Linked DNA regions of Mus musculus: regions 1, 3, 4 and 5 are each linked to region 2. A link is a contact called in public promoter capture Hi-C data. All regions are on one chromosome and are shown on one strand. The core of a region is the stretch at or near the end of the contact, and the rest is flanking DNA. Distances in the headings are between cores, read along the strand shown. Region 1 holds the start of Galnt16 (polypeptide N-acetylgalactosaminyltransferase 16). Region 2 holds the start of Cox16 (cytochrome c oxidase assembly protein 16). Region 3 holds the start of Susd6 (sushi domain containing 6). Region 4 holds the start of Slc10a1 (solute carrier family 10 (sodium/bile acid cotransporter family), member 1). Region 5 holds the start of Ccdc177 (coiled-coil domain containing 177).

Region 1 (2,700 bases), core at 59-2,558, 970 kb before region 2:
TATCTAGACTTGCCCAGTCTGGCCAGTCTCAACTCACACCAGGTCTTTGCCAGTATCCAGCATGCTCTCATGAGATATTATCCTGAGGGCCTTGGCTGTCCCTGCCCTTTCCTTATTCTTCTCTTCCTTTTTGGGATTACCCTCCTATTCTCCAGATTTATCCACTTTCTCTGGGAAGCCTTCCTAAAGACCACTTTGCAAGACTATACTTTCAGGAATCATTTCTGTAGTTCGTTACTGAAGACCAGTTTGCAATAAATTATTTCTTCCTCCGCAGCATCTACTTTGGTATCTCAGAGCTCCGAGTGTGTGTCTTCCTTTGCCTGACAGGCCCTAGCCCGCCTTGTCTTCTGCCTGGAGCCTGAATTATTCACACCTGCTTCTCACCTCTCATCGACTTCAGGGCCTCCGCAGAATCAGAATCTCAATGATGTCTATCCTGTCTCTCACCACCTTATTTTGCACTTTGTCAGAAAAGTGTCAGAGGGCTCTTAGACAGGGTTCTGTCCACTAATCGAACCCTGTGGCCTGGCCTCTATGGCCTCCCTTCACTCTCACGGAACGGTGATGACGCCTCAGGACAGTTCAGGGAGCCGCGATGCCGGTGTGGATAGGAACTAAGAGAAAGCTAGGAGCCCCAGGGTAATGAAAGATGTCCAGCGATCGCATCCCTGTGCTTGCATTGGTTGTACCGCAGCGCAGCTTCACCTCGCTCTCCAGAGTGTCAAGTGCATCAGCTTCCAACTCCCCACCCCCTCGGGCCACCGAGGCGGATGGAATCCTGGGTCTCCGAGAAGGATTCCGGTGCAAAGTCAAGACTGCCTACTCGCTAGCCTTGCCCCCTCCGAAGGACTCTCTGAACACAGGTTGAACCCTGCGCCAGAGCTCAGTTCTCAGCGCTGCCGGGAACTGCAGCTAGGCGACTCGGGCCAAGGCCAGGGGTCGCGCGTCTTCGCTGGTGACTCAGGTCCGCTCGGCGGTGGGTTAGGTGTGGGTGGAGAGACAGACCAGGGCCACGCGGGGGCAGGGGACGGGCGAGAGATAGCCGAGCGTTGAGAGAGCAGAGACCAGCTCTGGTTCATCGCCATTCCACCCCGCGTCTGTCTCGCTGAGACCCGGGATGCGGGAGGAAGGCCCGCGCCACTTCCCAGCGGGCGCGCTCTTTAGCGGGTGCGCAGCGGCCCCGGCTGCCCGCGGCGTCTGGAGCACAGAGCCAGCTAGGCGCGCGAATGAATGAGCGCCCGGGGCCGCGCGCGCTCGGGGCTGAAGGGCATTAGGACCGTGAGGATCGCTCTGCGCTCCTGTCTCTTCCTATCACACCCCCCCCCCCTCCCCAACCACCACCACCACCTCTCTCTTTTTTCTGCTCTGCAGGACTGAGCAGCCCGGCGCAAGCGACAACAAACGGCTGGGGCAGCAAGCTCCCCTGCTCGGGCTCCGAGAGCACGCCGGCCTCGGGCCCCACGCGGAGCGCCCGTCCGCCCACCATGAGGAAGATCCGCGCCAATGCCATCGCCATCCTGACCGTAGCCTGGATCCTGGGCACTTTCTACTACTTATGGCAGGACAACCGAGCCCATGCAGCATCCTCCAGCGGCCGCGGCGCGCAGAGGGCCGGCGGGAGACCAGAGCAGCTCCGCGAGGACCGCACCATTCCGCTCATTGTGAGTACGCTCTGCGCACCGGGTGAGCGGCGGGCCGGGGATCCTCGGCGCGCGTCCTGCCCCCCGCTGTTAGCCGAGGTTCGCGGGGCCCGACCGGGGGCTGCGTGCCCCGAGCACCGTTCGGGCTTTGTATATATTGGAGAATTCCTGCTCGTTGTTATGGCAACCTGTGCGGGGCCCGGAGGGGCCAGGGTGCTTGGATGCAGGGAGGGTGACAGCATGTGGGGGCAGGGAGAAAGTGCTGCAAGTTTGGTGGGCCCGGCGTGCGCGCGCGACTGAGAACGTGGCGGCTTTCGCGGCCCCGCGCAACCGGGGCTGGGGACTAGGGGGCTGCGGGCGTCTCGCCATCCCCAGAAGGCGGCTGGCCCTGGAGTGCAGCGAGCGGGTGGTGGGAGCAGAGCTCAGCAAGAGCGCGTAGGTGGTGGTGCGCACCGGGTCTCCAGCCTCTGGGGTAAAAGACGCCGGGCGGCGGCGTGGGTAAGGGAAGGGTCGCTGAGCGCTGCCCTTGGCTTAGCGCCTTCACATCCAAGATCAACTTGGACCAATTTTTTCAGCTTCCACCCCTACCTTCCCCGGAGGTGTTTTCTGGCTCCCCAGGGGCGGGGAGAAGGCTTGACTCATAAGCGCTCTTTGCCTCCAACCCTAGGGTCTGCAGTTGAAGGGGACTGTGTGTTCGTTGGGCTGGGCAGTTCCCTCTCATGAGATCACCCTCCAGACATCTGAGCGAGTAGGAGAAACAAAAGCGGTGTTAGTACTCCGAGAGCTCCCGCGGAGCTGGGGCGAGGGGTTGGGGGGCGGATTAAGCTGCACAGTAGAACCTGGTGGGGGCAAGCTGAGCCTGTAGGGGGCGTCCTGTCTACACTTTCGTCTGGTCAGCTGGTGATGGCTTCGTGTGGCCAGGCCCAGCACCTGTTGAGGAAGGAGACTAGGGGACCCTTTGAGAGAACGCTAAGATGGGAACGTTCTTCCGACGGGGGCAGGTAACCTCTTGGGACACACTACTGTTGGTCAGAGACAGCTTGAGAAGTCCACCAGG
Region 2 (2,700 bases), core at 21-2,520:
GAGGATTTCTCAAATTGGGCATAGAAAGTGCTCTTTGCTTAACTTCTGGAAGGGCATCTGTAAAATAAATTAGGCTTAAGAGTTTTTTCTAGACAGAGTTCCAGAGTGTGCCTTCATAAGACTGATAGGACCATTTAAAAACTGACCAAGAAAGGAATTTCCATTTGTAAAGGAGCCTCTTTCCTGCTGGGTAGCCCCGAAAATAGGGCAGGGTGCTAAGTCTACATAGAAAGCCTAGCCCTGAGATTTTTTTTTTCTTTCCATAACATCTTGACTTTTATAATTTTGAAAGAAAATCAAATTGACTCCCATAGTGATAAATGGTAAGTCAGTAGCAACATCCGTGATTTTGAACGGCAGAGGAACTTGCAGAAATAAAAAAATTTATATATGCCTTGTAAATTGCTGTCATTTTATAAAAACGAACGCTTACCCCAAAACTCTTAAAGCAGATTGCAGAGTTCCCTAATTATCAAAACAAGATCCAGACACATCAAAGACGACTTAAAAAAACATATTACGTTTCTAAAATCAACCTTTCTTTTAGCAGTGCTTAAATACAAAAGGCACTTCACACGTGCCAAGAACCACACCAAGAAAAATGTCTTGTATTTTTAAAAGTTTTTGTTTATTTTCTTTTATATCGTAATATGCTAAAGCAAATTAACTTAACAATGATCAAACAACAAATTATGAACATAATTACTACAAATGAATGTAATTATTAAAGAAGACATTTGATTAGTCTTCTTGCAAAATCTCAACATTTAACCCAGGAAAGGTACTGTAAAACGGGGATAGTAACACGCGCGTTCACGAAGGGAAAGGAAACGGGGGGTGGGGGATGGCGGGACCCGAGGTACACTTTTGAGCGTGAACTTAAAAACAAAAACAAAAACCTCAAAGCTCCGGTGGCTCCCACAGACCCCCTAGTCAGCAGTATCCGAAAGACAGCACCAATACGCCACTCAGCCAAAGAGGGCCCGCCCCTTCCGGACTCGCAGCCCCTGCTCCCGTCACAGCCGCTCACCAACATGGGAACTCCATAGCGTAGAGTCTTGTTCTTACGCAGAGCTCGCAACACAGCGGGCGCAATCATGGCAGAAGGTGCGGCCTGCTTAGTCAGCCGCTTCCAGAGCGAGCCCAGCGCGGCCCGCAACACGTCTCAGGCGAAGTTGTAGACTCAGCGCAGGCTTTGGGTGCCAGGTCCACGCCTGATAAGCCTCCCCGAGGCAAACGGAAACGATTGGCCTTAACGCACTTCTGCTTCCTCCCTCCCCCGGAAGTCGAGGCTTCTGAGCTCTGGTTCCGTGACCTCAGGATACGCCGGGTGCAATTGGGTTTTTCGATTTGGAAAATCTGTAATTCGCATATTCTGGATCTTGACTTCTGCGACTCAAGAAACTCAGATAAAGGGCGGGGTTGGTTTTTAAGCTAATGCACAAGTAGCACCAGGTTAATGAACACATTTTAAGTCGTGGCTCATCAGTTGTAACTGAACTTTTTAAAATTTTTTATTATTTTATTTATTTACAATTCAAATGCTATCCCCCGTCCCGGTTTCTGCTCCGCAAACCCTCTATCCTACTCCTTACTCTCTGCTTCTTTGAGGGTGCTCCCCCACCGACTCCCACCTCACTGCCCTAGCATTCTCCTACACTGGAGCATCAGGCCTTCAGAGGACCAAGGGCCTCTCCTCCAATGGATACCAGATAAAGCCATCCTCTGCTACAAATGCACCTGGAGCCATAGGTCCCTCCACGCATACTCTTTGGTTGGTGGTTTAGTCCCTGGGAGCTCTGGGGAATCTGATTGGTTGTTCTACCTATGGGGTTGCAAATCCCTTCAGTTCCTTCAAGTCCTTCCCCAACTCCTCTATTGGGGTCCCTGTTCTCAGTCCGATGGTTGGATGTGAGCATCCACATCTGTATAGGTAAGGCTCTGACAGCCTCTCAGGAGACAGCTATATCAAGCTCCTTGCAACAAGCACTTCTTGGCATCGGCAATAGTGATGGCTGTATGGGTATTGATCAACAATAGGTTTGGTAGCTGCATATGGGATGGATCCCCAGGTAGGGCAGTCTCTGATGGCCTTTCCTTCAGTCTCTACTCCACTCTTTGTCCCTATATTTTCTTTAGACAAGAGCAATTTTGGATTAAAATTTTTGAGAAAAGTGGGTGGCCCCATCCCTCAACTGGGGGTCATGTCTAACCTCTGGATATGGTCTCTACAGGTTCTCCCTCCCCTTTGTTGGGTATTTCAGCTAATGTCATCCCCATTGGGTCCTGGGAACCTCTTGCTTTCCTGGTGTCTGGGACCTTCTGTTGGCTACCTCCTGTTCATCTCCCATTGCAACACACCTTTCTGTTCAGTTCCCTGATCCTGGCTCTGTACATCTCCCCTGTTTCTTCCCACCTGACCCTGCCCCCCCTTTTTTTCTTCTCCCCTTCCTTTATTCCTCCCAACCTTCCCACCCTCTATCTCCCATGATTATTTTGTTCCCTCTTCTAAGTAGGACTGAAGCATCACACTTTGGTCTTCCTTCTTCTTGAGCTTCATATGGTCTGTATAAGTTGTATCATGAATATTCCAAGCTTTTTTTCCTAATATCCACTTATCAGTGAGTGTATACCATGTGTGTTCTTTTGTGACTGGATTACCTCACTCAAGATGATATAGTCTAGGTTTTTTTTTTTTTT
Region 3 (2,700 bases), core at 34-2,533, 690 kb before region 2:
GAGGAGGAGGAGAACTGAGAAGAAGAAGAAGAAAGAAGAGGAAGAGGAAGAAGAAGAAGAGGAGGAGGAGGAGAACGAAGAAGAAGAAGAAGAAGAAGAAGAAGAAGAAGAAGAAGAAGAAAAAGAAGAAGAAGAAGAAACAAAAAACTCCAGTAGATCCTAGGTAGGGCACTTGCACAGATAAAAGAAAAGGCTGGGCATGGTGGGGCACACCTTTAATCCCAGCACTTGGGAGGCAGAGGCAGTCGGATCTCTGAGTTCGAGGTCAGCCTGGTCTACAGAGTGAGTTCCAGGACAACCAAGGCTACACAGAGAAACCCTGTCTCGAAATAAATAAATAAATAAATAAATAAATAAATAAATAGAAATAAAAAGAAAGAAAGAAAAAAAAAAGAAAAGGCTAACAGGCCTTCTTAATTTATGAGTCACTGATTTTCAAGGAGTGCTTCAACATTTATTGAGCACCTCTAAGACAGGCCAAGTACCTAGTACCAAGTACCTAGGCACAAAGAGATAGTTCCTACTGTCATATGGCCACCCCTCTGTAGTGAGAGTCACTGTTAAATGGATGCAGCTGACCAGTGCTCAATTTGCTCACCTAAGACGCGCTTGAAAGCAATTCAAGGAGGCTCAGAAGCAGAGCAAAAAGCTAGGGGCCAAGCCTGCAGCTCTAGGTTCCCCAGGCCTCGCTGGAATGTCAGTTTCCTCCATTTAAGATCTGCCAGGTGTTTTTGAGTGCGCAGAAATAGCACTCAGGGACACCCATTAAAAAGATTCCTGAAGCCCACCCCAGCGTTATAGAATCAGAATGGCCTGATCTACATTTCCACCCCCACCTAACCCCCTCGGGACACTTTTGAGATAGTTAAGTTACACACCCTAACCTAGAGTACAGCTTAATAGGGAGATAATAACCTGCTTTGAAGATAGGTCAGGCAAGCGATTCAAGACCTAAATGGGCGACGTGTGTAGAAGAGGCTCTTAAACAACAGTATACTTCCTTGCAAATGACAGTAATTAAAACATCCAAATAATAACCAAACAATAACAGTAAAAGAACCGGAGGGCCCTCTAGGAAGGTGGCTTAACTAGAGTATTACAGCCAGAGCAGTTCGAGTGACTGTCTCTTTAAGGTTCCCTCCCCCCGCCGCCAGGGGCGTGTCAGACAAGGTCAGAGGCGCGTGCGCGTGACTCCTCGGGGCGGTCGCAGCGGCGCGACGCCTGCGCTTGTTGCGTGCGTGCCTGACCCCGCCCAGGCCTCGTCCCTGCCCTGCCCCCTCTGCGGGGCCTCCCCCGCCCGCGTCGTACAGCTGGGCCAGTGACGCTGGCGCAGCCGTCGCCACCGCCGCCGCGTTCCATCCTCAGGAGCCGGCCACCGCTCGCGTCCTCGTCCTCGTCCTCCTCCTTCGTCAGCGCCCGGCCGCGTGAGCCAGACCAGGGCACGCGAGGCGTCGCGGGGGACCCGACAGGGAGTGCAGGCAGGCGGGCGCGCTCAGCGGCGGAGCGGGTTCGGCGACGCGGGAGCTGCTAGCGCCCCCTTTCCCGGAGGTCTCGGCGCCGCTCCCGGGTGAGTTGTCACCGCCGCCCGGGCTGGAGGGGCCGGCTTTGTGTCAGCGGCGCGCGGGGCCGGTTGTCAGGGCACTGGCGGGCAAGCACTTCCTCAGGGACGCGGGCCTTCTGCGCGGCCGCCTGCTACCGCGCCGGCCGGTGTCAGCACTGCGAGCCGCGCGGGAGTAGCCGGGTCGGGCCGCTCCGAGGGCGGCGGCGTGGTTGTGCCGGTGCCCGAGAGCGGAGAGCAGATCGGGCTCGGTGGAGCGCGCTGCAAGGCGGAGGCCCTCCAGTCCAGCGAAGCCGCGGTTCCGCACGGCGGGACCGGCTTGGCCGAGGTGGGTTTCCTGAGGAAACCTTGCAGCCGCTCGCCTGTGCGCGGGAGCGTTCTGGAGCCCCAGCGCCTGGTCGCCTCTTCAGTCGCAAAAACTTTTCTTATTATGTGGGCTGAAACTTGCCGAACCCATTTCCTGTTTTGTTTCGGTTTTACTGTAACTACATATAGACTTTCTTACTTGTGAGACTGATGGTCCCTCCCGGGACAGCCACCATGGTGGAAAAACTTACCTGTAACGGAATTGGGAGGGCAGCAAGGCCGGGGATCCCAAAGAGGCATTAAGTTCATTGGGAACTTTACATTAGTTCAGCAGAGGCCCAATGTTGTTGCCACACACTTCTTTGGTGACAAGGTAGTGTGCTGCCCTTTGTTGCTCTTGTTGGTTGGGGTTCGAAGAGAGGTGCGGGGACATTATCCTTTTCAGTTAAGCCATGGGTATTTAGTCCTTTCTAGATCTGCAAGATCCGCAGTGACTTTCCACTTTTCACTGGTCAATCGGTTTTTGGTGTTAGAATCCCTTTGGTTAATAATAATAATAATAAAATCACACATACACACACACACACACACACACACACACACACACACACACTTTTGTGCTCTGGGAATTCTACACCCAGGCTGTCACCATCTAGTGGAGACTAGTAGAGACATGCCCTTGGCTTTGACTTCTTAGTTTTCTGAGCTTTGCATTTTTCATTAGATGCACATTCAAGTAGAAATGAGAACTGTCTTGAGTTGGGGGTGGGAGTGGATTCCTGTATTTCAATAAAGGAATCACTTCATAAGGTGGTGATACTGTGGAAAACTTGTTG
Region 4 (2,700 bases), core at 109-2,608, 520 kb before region 2:
ACAGATATTCCACCAAGCCCAAGGAGTCTGGCGCTTCACGAGTGCTACCTGATCAGGATGCTCTAGGCTCAGGCTGGTCTTTTTTTTTTTTTTTTTTGGTTTTTTGAGACAGGGTTTTACTGTATAGTCCTGACTGTCCTGGAACTCACTTTGTAGACCAGGCTGGCCTCAACTCAGAAATCCACCTGCCTCTGCCTCCCAAGTGCTGGGATTAAAGGCATGCACCACCACCACCTGGCTGCTCAGGCTGGTCTTAGCCTTCTCCCTTCTTGTTAGACTGAGTGGAGCCCAGCCTAACCTGGGCAATCGCTGGGGCCTCAATTCTACATAAAGTTTCTTTGGTTGGCAATCTCACCACATCTGACAACTCGGTAAAGGGTCTTAGCAGATACCTTGGATGCCCAGATACTGGAGAAGAGCCTTTGGAGTCTCTTCTCTGCAGGAAATTTAAGATGCTCGTTTGGTTCCAAGTCACCTTGGCCTTCCTGGAATGTTCTGGACCCATTATACCCTTGCTAGATTTTCAGCCTCAGAGCTGACACCCTGCCAGTCAGATGACTGTGGTTCTGAGGAACTCTTTCATCGAAATCTATTCTCCTTTACAGTGATCCTGTAGAGACTTCTGGGAGTTCAGGGGTGTCTAACATACCTCTGGACCAGCTTAATGTTTTTTTTTTCCCCCTGGGATTTAAACCAAAGAGATTCCAGAGGCTGCCCCAATTTAGCATAAACCTTTGACAATCAATGCCAAACTTAATCCAGCTCCTACGTCCCTCCCCGCTCCTGGCTCCAGCCTAGATCTTCTCTAGATCATGACATCTCGGCAGCACCCCATCCCACACCCTTTCCTCTTAACCCTCGGTCCTACCTGAGGTTCATGTCCCCCTTCATGGCCAGGGTGAAGAGGTTAGACAGGTTCCCCCCAGGAGAGCAGCCGCAGATGAGGATGGCCAGAGCCTCAATGCTGGTCAGATGAAAGACCTTGCCCAGAAGGAAAGCACTGAGGGGCATGATACCGTACTGGGCCACTATGGCGATGATCACCCCTTTGGGCTTCCAGAAGTGAGCCTTGATCTTGCTGAACTCCATGGTGCAGCCAAGCGAGAGCATGATGAGCAGCAACATAACTACCAGAATGACGCTGAGCGCAGTGTCTGTGGCCCGGTGGCCAAAGCCAGGCGGCAGGGAGAAATTGAAGGGGGCTGATACGTTGTGCGCCTCCATCCTCCGACCCAGTGAACACCACCTCACTCTCTGCTCCTGCCCTTCCTTGCCCAGTGCTGGCTGGATGTTTTCTTCAGTCCTCTTTCAGGACAGAGTTTCTGGACAAAATGTAGCTGTGGGCAAATAAAAGATTATGCAACCTGCAGAACCACGGTTGTGGTTATAAGACAGCCCATAACCTCATCTCCCCGGATCCCCTACTTTGCTTAAGTTTTCTGACCTCTGTGCCTGCCGAGTGGAGCTCGTACCCAGCACAGGGTTCATTCTTTACCCTGCTGAGCATGCTTCACTATAGCGTCTCTGAGACCCATCCAGGACCTGCAACAAAACATGTCCACCTTTCCCTTTAGTTCCTGCTTCTAGCTCAGTCTCGGAGACCTCAGGTTGTTTCCTGGGAAAAGGTGCCTTCCCTATCCTCAGTGAGTCACCATTTGTTCCCGAGAGAAAGAGACTGTTTCTGCCTTTGCCTTCCTCATCTAAGTGGCAAAGGCCAGAGGGCCATGGGACAGGATGGGGGGGCGATGTGGTGTTGCTGTCTTCAGGAGAGGCTGTGTCCATGACTGTCCTCCTCTGAGACCTTGCTTTGTGCCCATATCTAGACCATACGTGTCCTGTGGGGGTTGGGGTTGGTTGGGGGGTGGCACCATGAATCCCTGAAAGACTTACTTATCTCCAGAGGGGAAAAAACTTTCTGGGGTACGTTGGGCTCTTGGAAGCCTGGAGATTATCCAAAGCCCAGCTCACGAGAAACTCCAGCTGTGGAGAGTAACTAGCTGGTGCCTGAGGTATCCATAACTTGAGAGACTTCAGAGAAGGAAGTGAGGTTGTAGCAAGCTTGAGATGCACCAGGTAAAAAAAATAATTCCACTATTTTTTGGCCATATATAAAGCAAGCTCTATTAAATATTAAATACCAGCCAAGGGGTAGACTTTGGTCAGAACCAGTTCCTGAAATGTTTCAGCTAAGTGCCCTGAGACAGACATGTAGCGGGGGTTTCTAAAGACTAATCTATGCCAGGCGGTGGTGCCACACGCCTTTAATCCTAGCACTTGGGAGGAAGAGGCAGGCAGATTTCTGAGTTCGAGGCCAGCCTGGTCTACAGAGTGAGTTCCAGGATAGCCAGGGCTATACAGAGAAACCCTGTCTCGAAAAAAACAAAACAAAAAACCAAAAACAAACAAACAAACAAACAAACAAAGACTAATCTATAAACCACTTTCCCAAGAGGCATTGTTATTTTTCAAGAATGACAGCTTATAGCATTCTAGGAAGTTACCAGGTTTGTGGGCAGGTGGGGTGTGCAGGTTAATTTTAGGCATTGCAGATGAGTGGCCTTTTCTTACTGCACTCCCAATGGCTCTATTTTGCATGTTGGGCCTGTGGGTCTCATGATGGAAACCAGGTGGGAGGCATGCAACATCAGCAGCATTAGAGAGGCAGGTATGGCCATCCTGAGCTGAACTCCCCCGACTCAC
Region 5 (2,700 bases), core at 40-2,539, 720 kb before region 2:
CTGTGGCCTCATCCCCTTCAGAGCCACCGGGCTCCGCTCCCTCTTTCTCCTCTTCTGGCACCGGGTCCACCATAGCTGAACCTCGTTCTTTGTTGGAGTCCCTGAGATGACAGAGGGGCGGGGGGACATAGAGGATCTGTGAGCTGTTCCTCCCTCCTCAGCCATATTTACCCCTCCCAACTTAATCCGATTTCAGATTAGGCTCAGGGGCCTGATGGAACGTAAATCCTAAAACTGATGCCCCAAAAACTCAGGCTGGGCAGTTGCGGTGGGGGGACGCTGGGCCTTAGACAGCAGCCTCAGTCTCCCTCAGACCTAGAATGCAGGGCCTTTCAGGAGACCACATTGGCGTGAGGCCCACTAGCTGCATCCCCTTCCTGCAAAGATTGAAGTGCAAGGAAGGCTGCAGCCAGCGAGGGAGGCGCTGGAGGATTCCCCGGAGGATTAGCTATTTGTTTGTAGCTTAGGCGGGCTGCTGGGATGCAGCTTTGCAAGAACACAAAAGGGGAAGGGGCCTGTGCATGCCAAAGTGCATTGCTGCGAGGGCCCCAGTTGCCTAGGAAGAAGTTTATGGTTGATTTCTCTCTACCAAAAGGACCCGGAGCGCAGGGCCCCCGGGAGATGGAAGGGCTGAAAAGAGTCTCCAAAGGCTTCTCCGAGTGGAGTGATGGATTCTTTCTCCAGCCTCTCCAGCGGGGCTTGCTGGGAGCTCTCTGCCTTCCTCTTCCTCCAGCCCCCACCCGGTGTTTGCTCAAGATGCACAAGGCACCTGAATCCTCCCAGATGCACCCGATCTCCAAGGCCGAATGTGTAGTTAAAGGTACCATCAACCCCAGTATGGTGGACTCAGACATCAGCCGCTGATGCTCACCAGTTTCCGCACCGCATCTCAGGGGAGTGGGCTCTTAGAGCGCCGTAAACCCTGCCGCTCCATTCTGGGAGCTGCTAGGTCTCCGAGCGGGTTCACTTACCCCAGGTCCGGGCTCCGGCCCCCTTGCCGAGGGCTTTTGTTCGCCTCTCGCTGCTCTCCCCGGCGCCTCTTCAGTCCCTGCGCCGGCGGGGTCGGGTTACTGCCGGCTGCAGCAGCCAGCGTCTCTCCATGGGAGACTACGAACTGGGAGCACACATCCCAGACGCTACCTACCCGGGGGAGGGGGAGTGCGACAAAGTCTCCCTAAAATAACGTAGCTCTGCTCCCTTGCTCACAACTGATTCTTAAAAAAGGAAGCTGGGTTCTTCCCTCGCCTCTGCATCCATCTCCACCTCTACCGCCAAGGTACCGCAGGTCTCTCGCTGCTCCTGGCGCCTCCTGGTGGCCACTTAAGGGTATTCATTTCTTTGCTTAGAGGACGACAAAGCAATTAAAAATACAGTAACTACACATGTATGCATATAAATGAATGCATGCATACATACGTAATACAGAGAGATGTGGACATAGCAGTTATCACCAGAAATCTAGTCTTTGGGCACCTTAGGCGGGTACAATGAAGGAATCAGTATATTTCTCAAAGGGATCTTAAGCAGACCAACAAGTCAGCAAGTAATTGGGTAGAAAGAGGGCACCTGGTCCAAATAGTGATTTTTATTTATTTAAGGAAAGCTAAGATGGGAGAACGAATGAGAACAAAGAATGATGCCACATTATGAAATTGCCATTACCTTGTTTGCTCACCTAAATAACTAAAAACAGTCGACAAAAACACACGGGTTCAGGCGGCAGAACACAAGTGACCAGCGGATGCTGCTTCCGAGTCGCTAGTTTCATACGATGAGACTGATCCTGATCGATGCCATGTAATGAGTGCTTTTTGATGACACCTCATCCTACCCTTCCATCGTGAGTGGTAGTGGCCAAAGACATCCCAGATTAGAATCCTCCAAGGAATGGGGGGGGGGGGGAGGTGTAGCATTAGAGAGTGTGGTGAACTATGATGCTAAAGAATCCGAAGGGCTGGTTGGTGGTGATGCCCGCCTTTGATCCCAGCACTCAGGAGGCAGAGGCAGGTGGAGCTCTGTGAGTTCAAGACCAGCCTGAGCTACAGAGTTCCAGGACAGCCAGGGCTACACAGAGAAACTAAACAAGCAAACAAAGGAAACCATGAGGGGAAAGTAAAGTTTTTGTTTTGTTTTGTTTTGTTTTGTTTTGTTTTGTTTTGGAAAGGGAAGGTTTTGAACAAGGAAATAATGCCGCAGATAGACTTTTTAGGAACATAACTCTAGCAACAACAGGGCAAGGCCCAAGAGACTAAGGAAGCAGTTGGGGAGGCACTGCAGGTACCCAGCACAGGGAATGTTGGAACCAGAAAGGGAGCGGTGGTAGGAAAGGAGGAAGGTGGGGGTTTGTAAATACAGTGGAAGGAACCACACTCAAAGCTTGGCTCTAGTGTGTGAAGTGAGGGATCAAGGATGGCTGCCTGGAGCAGTGGGATGCTGAGACAGACAGACAGACAGACAGACAGACAGACAGACACGGAAAGCGTGGATCCAGGAGGGAAGATTAGCTGGTATGGAATGCCAGTTATGGGCAGTTGCCCCTCTCCGTCATTAGAGTAGGACCATCCAACAGGTGGCTGGTTAAGTCATACTAGAGGTCTGGACTGGAACTAGATCGAGGATGTCACCATCTATGTAAGGTCCCTGTGATGGCTAGTTTTCTGTCCACTTGACACATGCTAGAGTCATTTAAGAAGAGGTGAC

Evidence for each region. Promoter capture Hi-C pulls out the DNA fragments that hold promoters and counts their contacts.
Region 1: a promoter capture Hi-C map of second pharyngeal arch cranial neural crest shows a contact between it and region 2. The contact joins the promoter of Galnt16 here to the promoter of Cox16 in region 2. A contact is called at or near these places in 3 of 39 promoter capture datasets (the HPC-7 cell line, cranial neural crest and second pharyngeal arch cranial neural crest).
Region 3: a promoter capture Hi-C map of liver shows a contact between it and region 2, with 2.9 times the contacts expected there. The contact joins the promoter of Susd6 here to the promoter of Cox16 in region 2. A contact is called at or near these places in 5 of 39 promoter capture datasets (cranial neural crest, hippocampal neurons, liver and 2 more) and 2 of 115 datasets of contacts at active chromatin or transcription factors (acute myeloid leukemia and kidney).
Region 4: a contact with region 2 is called in a promoter capture Hi-C map of embryonic stem cells, with 6 times the contacts expected there. The contact joins the promoter of Slc10a1 here to the promoter of Cox16 in region 2. A contact is called at or near these places in 18 of 39 promoter capture datasets (the 3T3-L1 cell line, 3T3-L1-derived adipocytes, the C10 cell line and 12 more), 1 of 484 Hi-C or Micro-C datasets (cortical neurons), 6 of 115 datasets of contacts at active chromatin or transcription factors (embryonic forebrain, embryonic stem cells, epiblast stem cells and 3 more) and 1 of 9 other capture datasets (embryonic stem cells).
Region 5: a promoter capture Hi-C map of second pharyngeal arch cranial neural crest shows a contact between it and region 2. The contact joins the promoter of Ccdc177 here to the promoter of Cox16 in region 2. A contact is called at or near these places in 9 of 39 promoter capture datasets (cranial neural crest, embryonic stem cells, hippocampal neurons and 4 more).

What each region holds. Positions count from the first base shown.
Region 1 is chr12:80,517,682-80,520,381 of GRCm38.p6, forward strand. It overlaps Galnt16 (polypeptide N-acetylgalactosaminyltransferase 16), which reads left to right and starts at 1,309. Exons shown (of 15, transcript NM_001081421.2): 1 at 1,309-1,664. The coding sequence starts at 1,488. It overlaps Gm26777 (a long non-coding RNA gene), which reads right to left and starts at 532. Exons shown (of 5, transcript XR_381753.4): 1 at 1-532. It overlaps 2310002D06Rik (RIKEN cDNA 2310002D06 gene), which reads left to right. Exons shown (of 3, transcript NR_045490.1): 3 at 1-273.
Region 2 is chr12:81,483,867-81,486,566 of GRCm38.p6, forward strand. Cox16 (cytochrome c oxidase assembly protein 16) reads right to left here and starts at 1,271. Exons shown (of 4, transcript NM_001309809.2): 1 at 1,031-1,271. The coding sequence starts at 1,099. All of the region lies in intron 3 of Gm20498 (predicted gene 20498), which reads right to left.
Region 3 is chr12:80,789,249-80,791,948 of GRCm38.p6, forward strand. It overlaps Susd6 (sushi domain containing 6), which reads left to right and starts at 1,284. Exons shown (of 6, transcript NM_178682.4): 1 at 1,284-1,567.
Region 4 is chr12:80,966,721-80,969,420 of GRCm38.p6, forward strand. It overlaps Slc10a1 (solute carrier family 10 (sodium/bile acid cotransporter family), member 1), which reads right to left and starts at 1,359. Exons shown (of 4, transcript NM_011387.2): 1 at 869-1,359. The coding sequence starts at 1,224.
Region 5 is chr12:80,759,426-80,762,125 of GRCm38.p6, forward strand. Ccdc177 (coiled-coil domain containing 177) reads right to left here and starts at 1,290. Exons shown (of 2, transcript NM_001008423.2): 1 at 972-1,290; 2 at 1-101. The coding sequence starts at 73.